Regions from separate parts of the Zea mays genome. Here region 2 is linked to region 1. A link is a contact called in public Hi-C data. All regions are on one chromosome and are shown on one strand. Each heading gives the region's core, a stretch centred on a gene start, on an enhancer-like site or on the middle of the called end of the contact. The rest is flanking DNA. Distances are from core to core; before and after follow the strand shown. Region 1 holds the start of LOC100501457 (RNA-binding (RRM/RBD/RNP motifs) family protein). Region 2 holds the start of LOC100191413 (calcium ion binding).

Region 1 (7,233 bases), core at 2,243-4,742:
GTCCCTGTCTCTCTACAGATTAGTCGCTGGGACAATCTGAAGCAGCTGCCTGACGTGATGCAGCACCTCACCTCCCTTGAGAGACTCAACCTGATATGCTGTGGTGAACTGACTGTGCTGCCGAAAATGACTGATAATGTGTTGAGCACTTTGGGGGAAATGACTGATAACTCATTGTTCAGATATGCGTTAAGCAATGGTTGTTACTATTTTGTGTAAGACCTGACAGAAACAATCATCGGCTTGTGGGGAAGATACAAAATAATGAGGAATTACATGCCTAAAGTTGGTACTCTTGGCCTTGATATGATGTTCCTGACATGTACTGTGCAGATGGTCATATTTCTAGGAGTGCCATTTTCAGAATGACATCACTTATTCATTTGGAGTACTCATCTGAGCACTGAGTTGCTACCTTAAGATTACCTATTTCATGTTCTTTAAAAACAGCTTACCAATTTCATGGAATTACTCTTTGTACATAGTACACAACAGCTTCAACACGGATACGATATATAGTTGTTTCACAAGATGGCATCGGTTTAGTAGAATTGATGGCATATAAGCTTAGAACTCAGTTTCCTTTGCTTGTACATTTATATTGACTGCCCCCGCAAATAAAATTTAACAATGTGCCCCTGAAACTAAGATAGAATCTCTACATACGGAATCACTAAATGGTTGTATTTTCCAATATAAATTGCACATCATTTCGTCTGGATAAGTCAACATGAGACCACTTTTGCTAGGATATTTGTATTTGTAGATATTGGGACACAAAACTAAAAATATTATGAGTCTTAGCTAAACTCCTTCAGAGGCACATTGTATTATGAGCTAACCCGATTTGTTTTTTTAGCTTCCAGCACTTCCATATTCCGCTCATTGTGTATTTTTTTCTTAATATCACTGTACTATATGTCACAACCTTTTCATGCATTGACCAATAACTTAGCATTTGTAATGGGTTTCTCCTTTCTGTATCATTATGTATTTATGTGTACTTCTAGGGAGTACCATTTTCTTCATGTTGGCGATGAAATGCTACAATCTAAGTCGCTTGGTCGAGATTCATATGTCTTTGGTGGGTTATCAATTTTCTTTACAAAGATTTGAGTCACATGTATGTTGATGGGTTGGCATATTAGCAGGAGATCAAGAATAAAATGGTTCTACTGAAACCCCTACAAGATGCCTTCCACTCTGTGACTCGTCATTGGGTTCACTCAGATTCTACTGCCCCTTGACGGAATGCTTTGCTCTGTGGATGATGATCCTGAGCATGGTGAGGCATTGATAGCAAATGTGGAGTGCCCACACTGCTGCCGGATGTTCTGTGCCCAGTGTAAGGTTCCATGACACACTGGTGTCGCTTGCGCAGAGTTCAAGTTCCAACGACCGAGGAAGGATGAGCAGGGCAGAGAGGACCTACTGCCGAGGAAGGTTGAACAAGAGAGCAAGTGGCAAGGTGCCCCGAGTGCAAGATATATGTGGAGAAGATCAGGGGCTATGTATTTATCATTTACGGGTACTACTCACGAATAGAACATTCATTACACTGAGTACAAATGATGATCATCATCTTTGTTCCAATTTACAGGTGCAGCCATTGATTCTGCTACCTTTGTGCATCCCCAATGTCTAGGGACAACCGTTGTTGCAAAACCTGCAATCGAACCTGGGGAATGCCTTGAAATCGCCAAGCTCTCTACTTGAAGGAAAGAAACTCATATTAACTAATATTATATGTGTGCTGCTGGTTCATTTTCAGAAGCAATTACCATTCATCAAAAATAGGCTAACACGGCTATATATCAGGAAAAGTCGATTACAAGCAGAACATATATTGACCTATAAAGCAAACCACAAATGGGCATCATAGCTGAATGATAATTGAGAATGATTCGTCTTGAGAAGTACAAATCCTCAGACACGTCGTTTTTATTCATTCAAGTCTTTTAAATCTAACTGCAGATCATGGCAAGTATGGTGTACAAAAGGTCATTACAATTTTTAGGGATAATTGTTTGCATTGTTATAAACATTTCTTAATTTTTTGTGTTCTGGTAGGACGCCCGTAAGGGCGCTTTTATGTTCTAGTATTCTTAGAAGCGTCACAAGATCCAAGTCGGTTTAAATTGTTTAGAAGATTACTGGAACGAATAGTATCCAGAGCTGTCATCTTCAAACTAGACGGGCCAGTTCGTTCTAATCTAACAAAATAGAAGCACTCGGTTCTGAGTTTTTTTAACCCTTTCCCACAATAATTGGAGATGTCCACACGGAGCACCACCAACAACAGTTGCATGTTGTTTTCTCCGCATGCACATATACTGATTTAGACAGCTGAATTATTGGTCCGTTCAGTAACCGATAACGTTAAACTATATGTTTGTTTAAGTCCAATTATAATAAAATACTACACTAGAAAATTAATATTATCATATTTAAATTTGTTATCGCTGATAATCAAGTGTGAATAATTATCGTTACTATTTACATTAAATTTTGTAAACCAAACGGCATTTAAGATTTATTCGTCCCCAATCTCAATGATCACCAAGGACCCTCTCTATGTATCATTGCCCTGGATATTTTCAGGGATCAGAAAACGAGTTAAGTATCCCCCGACTAAGTCCATGATTCCGGTCGTGAAGGGTGATCAACTTACCTACCCATCACGCATTCACACAGTCAGTACTCAGTACCCAAAAGTTCTGGACTCTCCCATTGGCCATTGTTTAATTCACTCGTTGGCCTAATAATAACAAAAAAGGGTCACAAGCATTCAGAACTTGTCGTAAGCTGACAGTACAATAAATGCGCTATTGTGGGGCAAAATGGTTCTTGTCGGAACTAGCCAGGCAATCCATACGGATAGCATCATAGGGAGTGGACGCTGCTGCATCCATGGCTGATGTACCAGCATCCTCAGGATTTGGAGAAGGCCTGGCGTGCGGCGTAGGCGCGTAGCAGTGGCCATAGCTGTGGTTGCATTCTTCCTTGCGCTGAGGGCGCTGGGCGTAACCTTGACCAGATGAACGTTTGATGGGAGGCGAGTGTAGCATCAAGGACAAAAGGCCTGGTAAATCAGGAACTGCATTGGGTTCAATGTGTTTATGAAGATGGCTGCAAACCATGAACAACTTTATAGTAGACGGTAGTTGGGTCACATCAATGGAAAGTAGGAACGTAGCCAACGCTGAAACCATGAACATCTTTTGAGGTTCGTCTTTACGGCTCCCTTTGAAATACGGATTTTTTTTCTCTGTTTCCTACAATTTTTCTTGTAAAAATGAATTGATCCCTGTACTGCATGATTTCCCTGGAATCCCTGCATTTCAGAAGAAAGCTTAAACATTTGGAAGGCCCATGGACCACGGTGTTAACAGCCTGGCCCGAAATCGCTTACCGCCTTTCTCTGCACAGCCTCGACGTGGAACTGGGCCAGTAAGCAAGGGACTCTGGCGGTCTGGCACTCTGGCCCGACCCGAGAACCTCAACCAAAACCTCTCCTCAGCACCGCCGCGTCGCTCCGCGTCCCGTCCACAGCTCTCCGCTGCCGTCCAGTGACCCCGCCGCGCCTTGCAGCGGCGACGGAGGGGCCAGCAAGTCAGCCATGACGATCCGCATAGCGCCGGGCGTGGGCGCGAACCTGCTCGGGCAGCACTCGGCGGAGCGCAACCAGGACGCCACCACCTACGTCGGCAACCTCGACCCTCAGGTTAGGGTTCCACAAAACCCCTCGCTATTTCGGCCCTTAGATCCACGCCCTTAATAAGATATCCCCGAAGCACAGAATTACTTGCGTGAACGGGTGAGTAAGTCGCTGCTCCTTAATCGAAGGTACAGTGGCGGCGGCGCAACGATATTGCAAGGACAGCGCGAGTGGCGGCAGATTGAATGGTTGCTGTGAAAACTGTGCGTGTTTTTGCTAGGTGGTAATGTTACAATCGTTGTTGTTAAAGTACATTACATCTTAAACTATACGTAAAGTGTACTGCTATTGTTAGGTTGGGATGAACATTGCTGTTTAGCCCTTCAGATTCATACGCACATAGTAATTCTCCTGGCGGAGCACATCTTTGCTCCTTCTCCTGTATAGTAAACAATGAACATCCTGTAGTATATGGTCATACATTGTTTCTTCAGTATCTGTGCTGACAGTTCTTCCATATGACCATATCTAATAGGTTTCCGAGGAGCTTCTATGGGAATTATTTGTCCAAGCAGGCCCTGTTGGTAAGTGGACTTTTTAAATATATTTTTCTGTAGTGAGATGAGAGTTTTGCTGTATGTAGCACTTTTTTCTTGTCCTATAACAGCATTTGTGCGTTTTGTTGAATAATTGCCTTTCAGCATTTTTTATTCTTTTTTCTTTGGTTTTTGATTGTCTATATTATTATGTTATTGATGTTTTTTTAGATATAAAACAAATACATTCCTTTTTACTTTTATTAACAGAATCACTATTCTTCCATTTGTAGTTAATGTGTATGTCCCAAAAGACAGAGTTACAAATTTACACCAGGGATATGGATTTGTAGAATTCAGGAGTGAGGAAGATGCAGATTATGTAAGTCTATTATATTTGCAAAGTCATTGTTTACCTTTTATATTTCCTCTGGTTGATTGCCCCATCCATATTTAGTTACCCTTTTATCTAAATTGTTTGCTTTCCACAGGCCATTAAGATTTTGAACATGATCAAACTATATGGGAAGCCCATAAGAGTAAACAAGGTATTTTCACGTCACCTTTAGTATTTTATCATTGTGGCTTTGAAAAAACAAGTATCGTTTGAACATAACATAATTATGTTTTCATATTGCAGGCTTCACAGGATAAGAAGAGCTTGGACGTTGGAGCAAATCTGTTTATTGGCAATCTTGATCCGGTGAAGGCCTAAATCCTACTCTTTATTATCAGCTCTTCAATTCATTTGAATCAATCCATCTGAATACTGAGTATATTTTCATGTTTGCATTGTTAACAGGATGTTGATGAAAAGCTCCTTTATGATACCTTCAGTGCATTTGGAGTGATTGTGACTAATCCTAAGGTGACGCACGACAACTTTTATCTTCATGAATCATGCCAAGTTATATTGATTTGTTGTTTTCTGTTATGGTCAGCGTTTGGGGCTGATGTTATGTGGTTCCTAGGATCGCGAGTACTGATCGCTAGATGGGGCTGCGAGGGTTAGAGGGCGACGGCTAGGGTTAGGGGCGCTGGGGAGGCCGGCCGTAGGGCTTTACCCACGGCTGGCAAGGGAGAAGGGATTTCCTCCTAATCTCTTGCTTACCTTCAATTGATACAATACAATCCTTCTCCTTATATAGAGAGGGTTACTTGACCTCTGAGCACTAGATCTAATCTTATCTCTAATTCTAATCTTATCCCAAACTAGCCTTATCTCTATCTAACCTACCTTAGGGGCCCTAACATTTTCTCTTTTCTGCTAATGATCTAACAGCTGAACAGGCGAATATAATATCTGATTTACGAGCAGCGGTATTATATAAACTCCTAAACCAAAATACATGTGGTAGTTTAGGATAAACTGAACTCACTATACTTACATTTCATGATTCAATTACTTTCAAGGTCTTGTGTCACTTGAACTTGTGTGTAATGGTGTTTAGTCGATTTCAAATTATGAAGCGCTTATCAGTTGATAGCTCTATCTGCTTTCGTTTGTACAAAATACAATAATAGCTGAGAGATTATATGAGCTAAAATCATGGTAACCATTATCCTGTTTGATATTGCTCATAGATCTTTTGGGGTATTCTGGGCACAACTCCATGTGTGCATGTTCTAAGATAAACTCATCTAATCAGTCGTCTTGTAAGATGTATGTATCTGTTATAAAATTAGAGATGGTTTTAGGAGTAACACCTCATGTGTATGCAGTGTCTGTTATTTTCTGAAGCATAGTTGTCACCTGCAGTAGTTTATTAATCTTTTTCTTTTGTCAAAGATAATGCGAGACCCTGAAACTGGAAATTCTAGAGGCTTTGGCTTTGTGAGCTATGAATCCTTCGAGTCATCTGATCAAGCAATAGAGGTAATGTAATCATCACAATGATTTCTTGTATTCCAATTTGCAATGATTCAAGGGCAGGCCTGGTTCAGTGATGAGAGCTATCTCATTGAGTCACCAGGTCTTAGGTTCGAATCAGCTTTTCCGTATTTGCGGGACAAGGTTTTCCTTGCTTTATCCCTCCTCAGACCCAACTCATGTGGGAGCCTCCAGCACTGGGTCTGACCTTTTAGGCCTTGTTCGGTTATTCCCATCCCATATGGATTGGAGGGGATTAAAAGAAGTTAAGAAGGATTTTGATTTGATAGGGGATTCAAACCCACTCAATCCACTACAATCCACATGGAGTGGCACTACAAGGAACAGGCCCTTAGTGATTTTGGTTGTCTGGCTTTTGTTTCATGCTTCTTTCTGTGCTGTATTTTTCAGGCCATGAACAACCAACATTTGTGCAACCGGCCAATCACTGTCTCTTATGCTTACAAGAAAGACACAAAAGGAGAGCGCCATGGCACACCAGCAGGTAATGTGTTTTGATGACATTGATCCAGTTGATTCACTGGCAACCAGCACATGGGTTACTCTTCAGTTCACTCAATATTTATATTTCATCCTAATCCAGAGTCTCCAAGCAAACCGTATTTTACATACACACGCCCGCGTACACAAGTGAAATTTCCATTCTTAGTCTTGAGATCTGCTTGGCTCAGCTTAAAAAGAATTGAGCTCAAGCTCTGCCAAACAGGAGCTAGTTCACGAAGAAGTTGTTTTAGCTCTTAAAAACAGGATACTTATAAAAATTCTTCAACTGAATTGTCCTTTTACATCCTAACGGTCCTTCTTCAATATTTTTACACTCACAACGATCTAATATGTTGTTTTCCATTGACAGAGCGACTGCTGGCATCAAACAATCCAGGATCTCAGAAGAATAGGCCACACACAATGTTTGCAAGTGGTCCGCCGACCCAAGGTCTTCCAAATGGTGGTCCGCCTGTGCCACGGCCTTTTGGCAATGGCACAATTCCGGGACAGATTCAACACATTCGACAACCACCACCACCACCACCTGTTGGACAATTCCCCCCTCCAATGCAGATGCACGGGCAACCTGCCTGGCCCGCTCAACATTCTATGCCTCCCCACATGTCATCTCAACTCCAGTACAGGCTCCCGATGAGGCCACC
Region 2 (7,022 bases), core at 2,125-4,624, 260 kb before region 1:
ACTTCTTGTTTGTTAATTAATTGGATCAACTCGCCAACGTAAGACCGAATGACCATGTCCACCAGCTTGTTTTTGCAACTTAGAGCAACTCCAAGAGACTCTCTATATTCTTCCTAATTAATATGAATAGAGATTTTTGTTGAAAAAAAATAACTCTTCAACAACTTATTTAAATGGTTATCTAAATATAGTTATCTTATATTATGGGTTTCTCGCTAGCCAAAGATAGAAAACGTGAATGACTCTCTATGGTGCAAACAACATATAAAAAAGTTATTGAAGACTGAAAAGATATACAAAGTGGTTTTATGCAAATGACTCCCCAGGTGATAATTTAGAGAGTGAATTTTATAAAGACTCTTAGAGATGCTCCTAGCTTTCCTGGCCTACATGACGGTTTATTTTTTTCTTCTCGCCATCTTGTTGCTAGGGATCCTAGTTTGTTACTTGAGTACTACTTTTAGTGTTTTAGAAATTAACATTTGACCTATTCTCCGTAGTGTAAGACCTGTATATATTCTGAAGCTTTATAGTTAAGTGAAAATATGCTTTGGTTTCCTTGTTTTTAGGACCCAATTATGTATTTAGTTCATGAGCCACCAAATCCAAGGTATGGCCTTAGCAGGAATTTTATAGGAAAACAGATAAACATAAAAAATCACATTTCAAATATGCCCTTAACTCGAATGGATCCCCTTATGTCCACCTATACCTTGAAGATTTTTTTTTCTATACCTAGAAAATCTATAGTTATGAATCTCCCATTCAATTAGTTATTAGCAAACACAATGTGGAATTTATTGTGTATCGCTTGTGTCAATGTTAATGAGCTAGCTATTTTGTGATTTAATTATATTTATCTAACTTTGAATCAAACAGCTTCCATGCCTCATACTAAATGCTAGCGAAATAAAAAATAATCTTGTGTGAGAAACTAAAAGGATATCAACACAATTTAATTAGATGACTATTGTACACATATACTGTGCGTTTTAACTTTTAAGGGAGGTGGAAGATGACATAAATTTTTTGAGACGATCAGGCCATGACATGAGTGGTATGGTATGGCTATGGCATCAACGAAGGTTTTGCAATTCTAATTTCAACAAACAGTGTTAAGGACGAGGGATGACAGACCGAGGGATACTAGTGCATATTCAATGTATGGGTCCATGCACCAACACAACTTTCCTTCTATGATAATTCTTCGGATGTGAGATGAGGACATTCAACATCAACAAAATCTCTGAGAATGTCAAGCTTTGGCCTATTCGATGTATGAATCCCTACACCAACACAACTTTCCATTGATGATAACTCTCCATATGTGAGGTTGTCATTATTCACCCTCAAGAAAATTTCTGTCTAGGAAACACCGAGAGTAGCAAATGCTTCATGAATTTGACAAGTTCTTCTTGTTTGGGTTGCTTTCTTTTACTCTCCAATTCAATCTCTCAACCCAACACTTAGATTTCTCAAATAATGTTTGATCTCACAAAGATAGGGTTGAGAGTGTCTCACGAAGCTTAGGATAGAGGCATAGAGCTCTCATCCACCACAAAAGTAAGCAACATCCATTTGAAGACACATACAAACATTATCCATATCCAAGTCATATTCCAAATATGGTCAAGCCAATTCATGATTTCTTATATCATTCATTTTAGCCTGGCACCCTCAATATGCATTTCAATGTTTGTTCATAATAACATTGTCCTTCTTTATTCTTCCAACTTGATCAATATCAATGCATAGTGATTTTCTAAGTCTTTGTCCATAAAGCAAACCAATATCAAGACTATCTTATATTCATTATATATTGTATACTTTATCATTTAACCTTTGCCTATAATTTATTTGCCTACCCATTCCTAACTCATTCTTCAATACTTGATCAATAACAATCCACTATAAATCTCTTCTTGTTCATGCAAAGCAAACTACTATTTGAGGCCACACCATGCTCATTTCTCTTTATCTATTTTTGGCTTATTAAAACCATTGAAGGTATGACATGAGTTTTATATCATCATTAGCACCGAAACCTACTTAGGGATTCATCAAACTCATTATTTTGTTAATTATAATTATTTTGTTATTTAGCCATCAAAACACGCTAGAAGATCATGATGAACTGATGAACTTTTAGTGCTAAACTATGTAGATTTTATCTTGCATTAATCATTAATGTCTTATCTCTAGCTTCCTTCTCCCACCAAAACCACACCTCGTTCCTTTTACACTAGGCGAGATTCCTATAACCATTAGACTGTCTCCAACAACTTTCTCATTCTATCTTCTATCATATCTTGTATTCTAAACTTCACTATATGAACAATGCGGTATACAATACAAAACATGTTTTATATAACTATATGCACGATCTGCTGAAGACATCCTTAGGATATCAGACCTTTCACGAGAATTCCAGCATGTGATGAGTGCTAAGGTGGTGCAATTAGGGATGGCAACGAGGAATTCCCTGTCGGGTTGTACCTCCCCATCTCCATCACCGAGAGAAAAAAAAAATTCTCCATGGAGATCCCCTGAATGGTTGCGGGGGACATTTCTTTCCCATCACCATTACCTGCGGGATAAATCCCCATCGGGGATCTCCATCCCCGCGTAAATTATACTCAAGACATACTTTCTTTGTTATTAATGGAAACATTGTCATTTATACACATTGTGAGATGTAAAAAAATATTATGTGTACATCAAAATGAACATATTTGTACAACAAGTGATCTCTTGACAATGTCATTGTTTATTTTTATCATTAACTATTATAAAACACCGTCAGATGTAAGCTTAACGGGTCCCCACGGGGAAGTCCCCGTTTACTGTCGGGGGAGAATTTTTCCCCATTAACATCCTCGTGGGGAAAGAAACTTCTCTATCCTCATCCCTTAGGGCTAGTTTGAGAGTCTAAAACCGGAGGAAATTTGAGGGACTAAAATCCACTTTTTATTCCAAATTGAATAAGGAGTGGATTTTATTTCATCCAATTCCCCAAACTATCTCTTAGAGCTAGTTTGAGAACTCCATTTTTCCCACGAGTTTTTCATTTTTCTAAAGTTTATTTTCCCTTGGGAAATTAGAAATACCATGGAAAATGGGGTTATCAAACTAGTCCTTAATGAAAGAATTCTTCGCGGATAATCGGGATCGAGACCCATTGCCATCTATAGGTGAAATAGAAAAGTTCCATGGATAACCCAGGCCCAACGCAGCCCGTGAGACCCCATGAACAGGCCAGGCCGAAATCCCCGGGCCGCAGTTTGCAACAGTCAACGGGCCGGCTGGCCGACCGACAAATGTTGCAACTCCGTTAAGCTACCACTACCGGCGGCCGCGTGCCCAGTACGGAGGACGGGAGGAGTGATCTCCACGCCCGCTCGCTCGCGTCCTGTCGCCTTGTCGGCGTCCGCCACTCCGCCCCCTCCAGCCAGATCCCTCCTATTCCCCCACTTCACTCCCAATCCGAATCCAGATCCGCGAATGCTGGGGCGGGCGGCGGCACTGTCCGCGCCACGGTGGCGCGGCGGGGTGCCAGACCTTCGCGCCGCGCTGCGGTCGGGGGGCAACCTCCTCTTCGCGCTCTTCGTGGCGGCCGTGCTCGCATTCACGCTCCTCGCGGCGTTCCACAGCCCCGACGATCCGCTCCTCCACCCGTCCTCTCACCAGCTCACCGATTTCCTCACCTCCGCCACTTCCACCTCCACCTTCCTCACTGACGACTCCGTGCTGCGCACCGGGGAGGACTTCAACTCCTCGTCCACCGGCGCCGCCGGCGAGGTCGCCGCTGGGGGTGTCGAAGTCGTCGCGGAGGCCGTCCCGTTCATCAAGCTCTCCGAAGTTGGCGCCGAGGCCGAGAAGACGGAGCCCGAGACGGAGCGGGCCGTCACCGTCGACACTGATGCGGCCACGGGCGAGGGTGCAGCGGTGGCGGAGGAAACCGCCGTTGCGGAGGCGGTTTCCTGCGACACGGAGGCGCCCGTGGACTGCACAGGAGACAGGGAACTCTTCAACCTGCTCATGCGCGCGGCCATCGAGCGGTTCCCCGACCTCCACTTCTACCGCTTTGGCCGTCCCGTGGCGGTGCCGGGGAGTCCCATGGAGTGTGACCTCGCGTGGCGCTTCCGCCCCGCTGCCGACGCCATCGGCACCGGCCGGACCACATACTACAAGGACTACCGCCGGTTCACGCTTACCCGCGACGTCAACACCTGCAGCCTCGTCGTCGACACCGTGGGTGAATACCACTCGGGTGTGGGTGCCAAGCGCAATGGACGGCGCAAGGGGAAGAAAGGGAAGAAGGGAAAGCAGGATGCACCTGTGACTGACTTCGTGCCGGTTAAGACACAGATTAGGCTGGACGAGAACACCGCCAACAATGAGGCTGCTGGGGCTGCAGCGGAGCCGGTGTTTGTTGTTGGTGAGGCTGTCAATGACAGCTTGCCAGTGGTTGCTTCTGAGTCTGATTTCAGCCGTGGTAAGTACCTTATTTACATTGGTGGTGGCGAGAGGTGCAAGAGCATGAACCATTTCATTTGGGGGTTCTTGTGTGCCCTTGGTGAGGCACAATTCTTGAACCGGACTCTTGTCATGGACTTGAATGTCTGCCTCAATGCACGGTATACTTCGAGTGGCAAGGATGAAGAAAGAGATTTCAGGCTCTACTTTGATTTTGAGCATTTGAAGCAATCTGCGTCCGTGATTGACCAGAGCCAGTTCTGGCAAGATTGGGGACAGTGGCACAAGAAAGATAGGCTCAAGAACTTCTACACTGAAGACATCAGGATGACCCCAATGAAACTTCGTGACATCAAGGACACATTGATCATGAGGAAGTTTGGGAATGTTGAGCCTGATAACTATTGGTCACGTGTGTGCGAGGGTGAGACTGAGGGAATAATCAAGCGCCCATGGCATTTCCTGTGGAAATCTCGTCGCTTGATGGAGATTGTATCTGCCATTGCCTCACGGATGAACTGGGACTTTGACTCGGTCCATGTTGTCAGAGGGGAGAAAGCGCAGAACACACAACTTTGGCCAAACCTTGACAGAGATACCTCACCAGACAGTCTCCTTATGGCACTTAATGATAAGGTTGGTGCTGGCCGGTATTTGTACATTGCTACCAATGAACCTGACAAATCGTTCTTTAACCCACTCAAGGAAAAGTATAAAACACACTTCCTTGATGATTTCAAGTACCTGTGGGATGAGAATAGTGAGTGGTTCACTGAAACTAAGGAGCTGAGCAATGGTCAGCCAGTAGAATTTGATGGCTATATGAGGATTGCAGTTGACACTGAGGTATTCTTGAGGGGGAAGAGGCATGTGGAGACATTCAACGAGCTTACACGTGATTGCAAGGATGGCGTGAATACATGCTCAGCTTCTTCCTGAACATTTGGTGGGCTAAGGTGAGCTGATACTATGAAATATTATGCTTCAGAGGATATTTTCGACTGTGTTATTGGTGTCTCTTATGCCACGCCTAGTCTTGTTGTAGCTAAGTAGCTGGTATCACTTTTTGTTATACCACTGTTTTGTGTTTCCAGATTACATTAGTACATTCAGTTCATGCATTGGGCTTGTGCTGTTTAGTTGAACATGCATTATTGCAGTTGTCTTCTGTATCTCTTCTATATAGCTCACTTGGATTTTTCCACCATGACCCATGTTACTCTCCATTCTATGATTTGTGTGTTTTTTCATATTTGTTGTCTTTGACAAATATAAATTCAGTTCAATAAATCTAACACGAACATCAATATTCAGTACACCTTGTTACCTGCATTGCTCGCCTTTCCTGCCTCTATACCTTATGCTGCTAAACTGAAGAACCATCCTTTGTTGAGTTCGCGGGTACTTGGTGATTGTCATCTTGATAAGCCTGCCTTCCTGTTGACCTTGTTGTGGTCAGGTAGCCTGGTTTCTCAGCTCACATAGTCACATCAGCCATGGAATGTGTCGGACTGATATGTCAACTAGTGTCTAACGCGCGCCCTGCATGCATTTTTTTATGATTATGTCAAAAATGTGTATATAAAGAAGAAGGGATATTGCATATAAGAGTACTGAAATAACATAATATTAATTGTTCTTTTTTACATGAATAAACATGAGATACGATGATATACATACAATCTTGGTACCATGGTTTTTAAAGCGGTAAGGCGGTCCAAGGCGTTGGAGCACCGCCCGGACGCCTAGGCGGCGCCTAGGCGACGCCTAGGCGAGGTAGGCGGGCAAGGCGCCTAGGCGTTAGACCACCGCCCGGACGCCTAGGCGACGCCTTAAGAACAGAGCTTGGTACATTTATAAGTTGTTCATCGTCCAAAATTTATAAGTTGCAATGATCAGATAATAAGTAGTTAGCACGACCTAAAGGCTACCTAGTTACAAACCCGCAACATTTAGAGTCTTTCACTTAACTACCTGACAACATATGTAGTGCTTGTCAAATAAAACTCCACTCAGTGACATGACATTCAATCAAGAAAATGCTCATTAACGTTAGAAGACACAAAACATGCAACTAATCATATATGACATACCGCTGGAAGTTGTTTCCTGCTACTGAATTTATTGTCGGTAGAAGAGGCTCCTTGAATACCACTGGTTCCTTGTGGATTTGCAGTAGCTTGAGATGGAGATCCAGCTGAAGGGGCAGCTAGAGGAGATTGTTGAACTGATGATCCTTGTCTAGAATAAAAAATTTATATGTTACTAGACATAAAACTTGAAGCGAAGGCTCAACATGTATCAAGACACCCTGACTAATATTTGAATCTCCTGCACTTATATACTTGAGAAAATTGGCAACATAAAATTCAGTGGGAAAAATATAGACTATCATACATTCTTATATCTCTTTTATAGATCGGTTGCTCATCCATTCAGTAATCTAAAAAGAGGAAGAAAACCGTGTTCATGCTTTCAGATTTAGACCTTACCAAATGGCAAGCGACACAAAATTCAGAAAGGAAAATATGTCAACCTCAATTTCA

What was found. Hi-C and Micro-C count contacts between places; a contact is called where the count stands out from the background.
Region 2: a Hi-C map of ear shows a contact between it and region 1, with 2.2 times the contacts expected there. The contact joins the promoter of LOC100191413 here to the promoter of LOC100501457 in region 1. A contact is called at or near these places in 2 of 25 Hi-C or Micro-C datasets (ear and leaf).

The regions. Positions count from the first base shown.
Region 1 is chr1:240,990,789-240,998,021 of Zm-B73-REFERENCE-NAM-5.0, reverse strand. It overlaps LOC100501457 (RNA-binding (RRM/RBD/RNP motifs) family protein), which reads left to right and starts at 3,492. Exons shown (of 9, transcript NM_001196167.1): 1 at 3,492-3,724; 2 at 4,194-4,242; 3 at 4,488-4,576; 4 at 4,686-4,742; 5 at 4,835-4,897; 6 at 4,997-5,062; 7 at 5,984-6,070; 8 at 6,476-6,569; 9 at 6,939-7,233. The coding sequence starts at 3,620.
Region 2 is chr1:241,246,383-241,253,404 of Zm-B73-REFERENCE-NAM-5.0, reverse strand. LOC100191413 (calcium ion binding) reads left to right here and starts at 3,374. Exons shown (of 1, transcript NM_001136847.1): 1 at 3,374-5,682. The coding sequence starts at 3,502. The coding sequence ends at 5,415.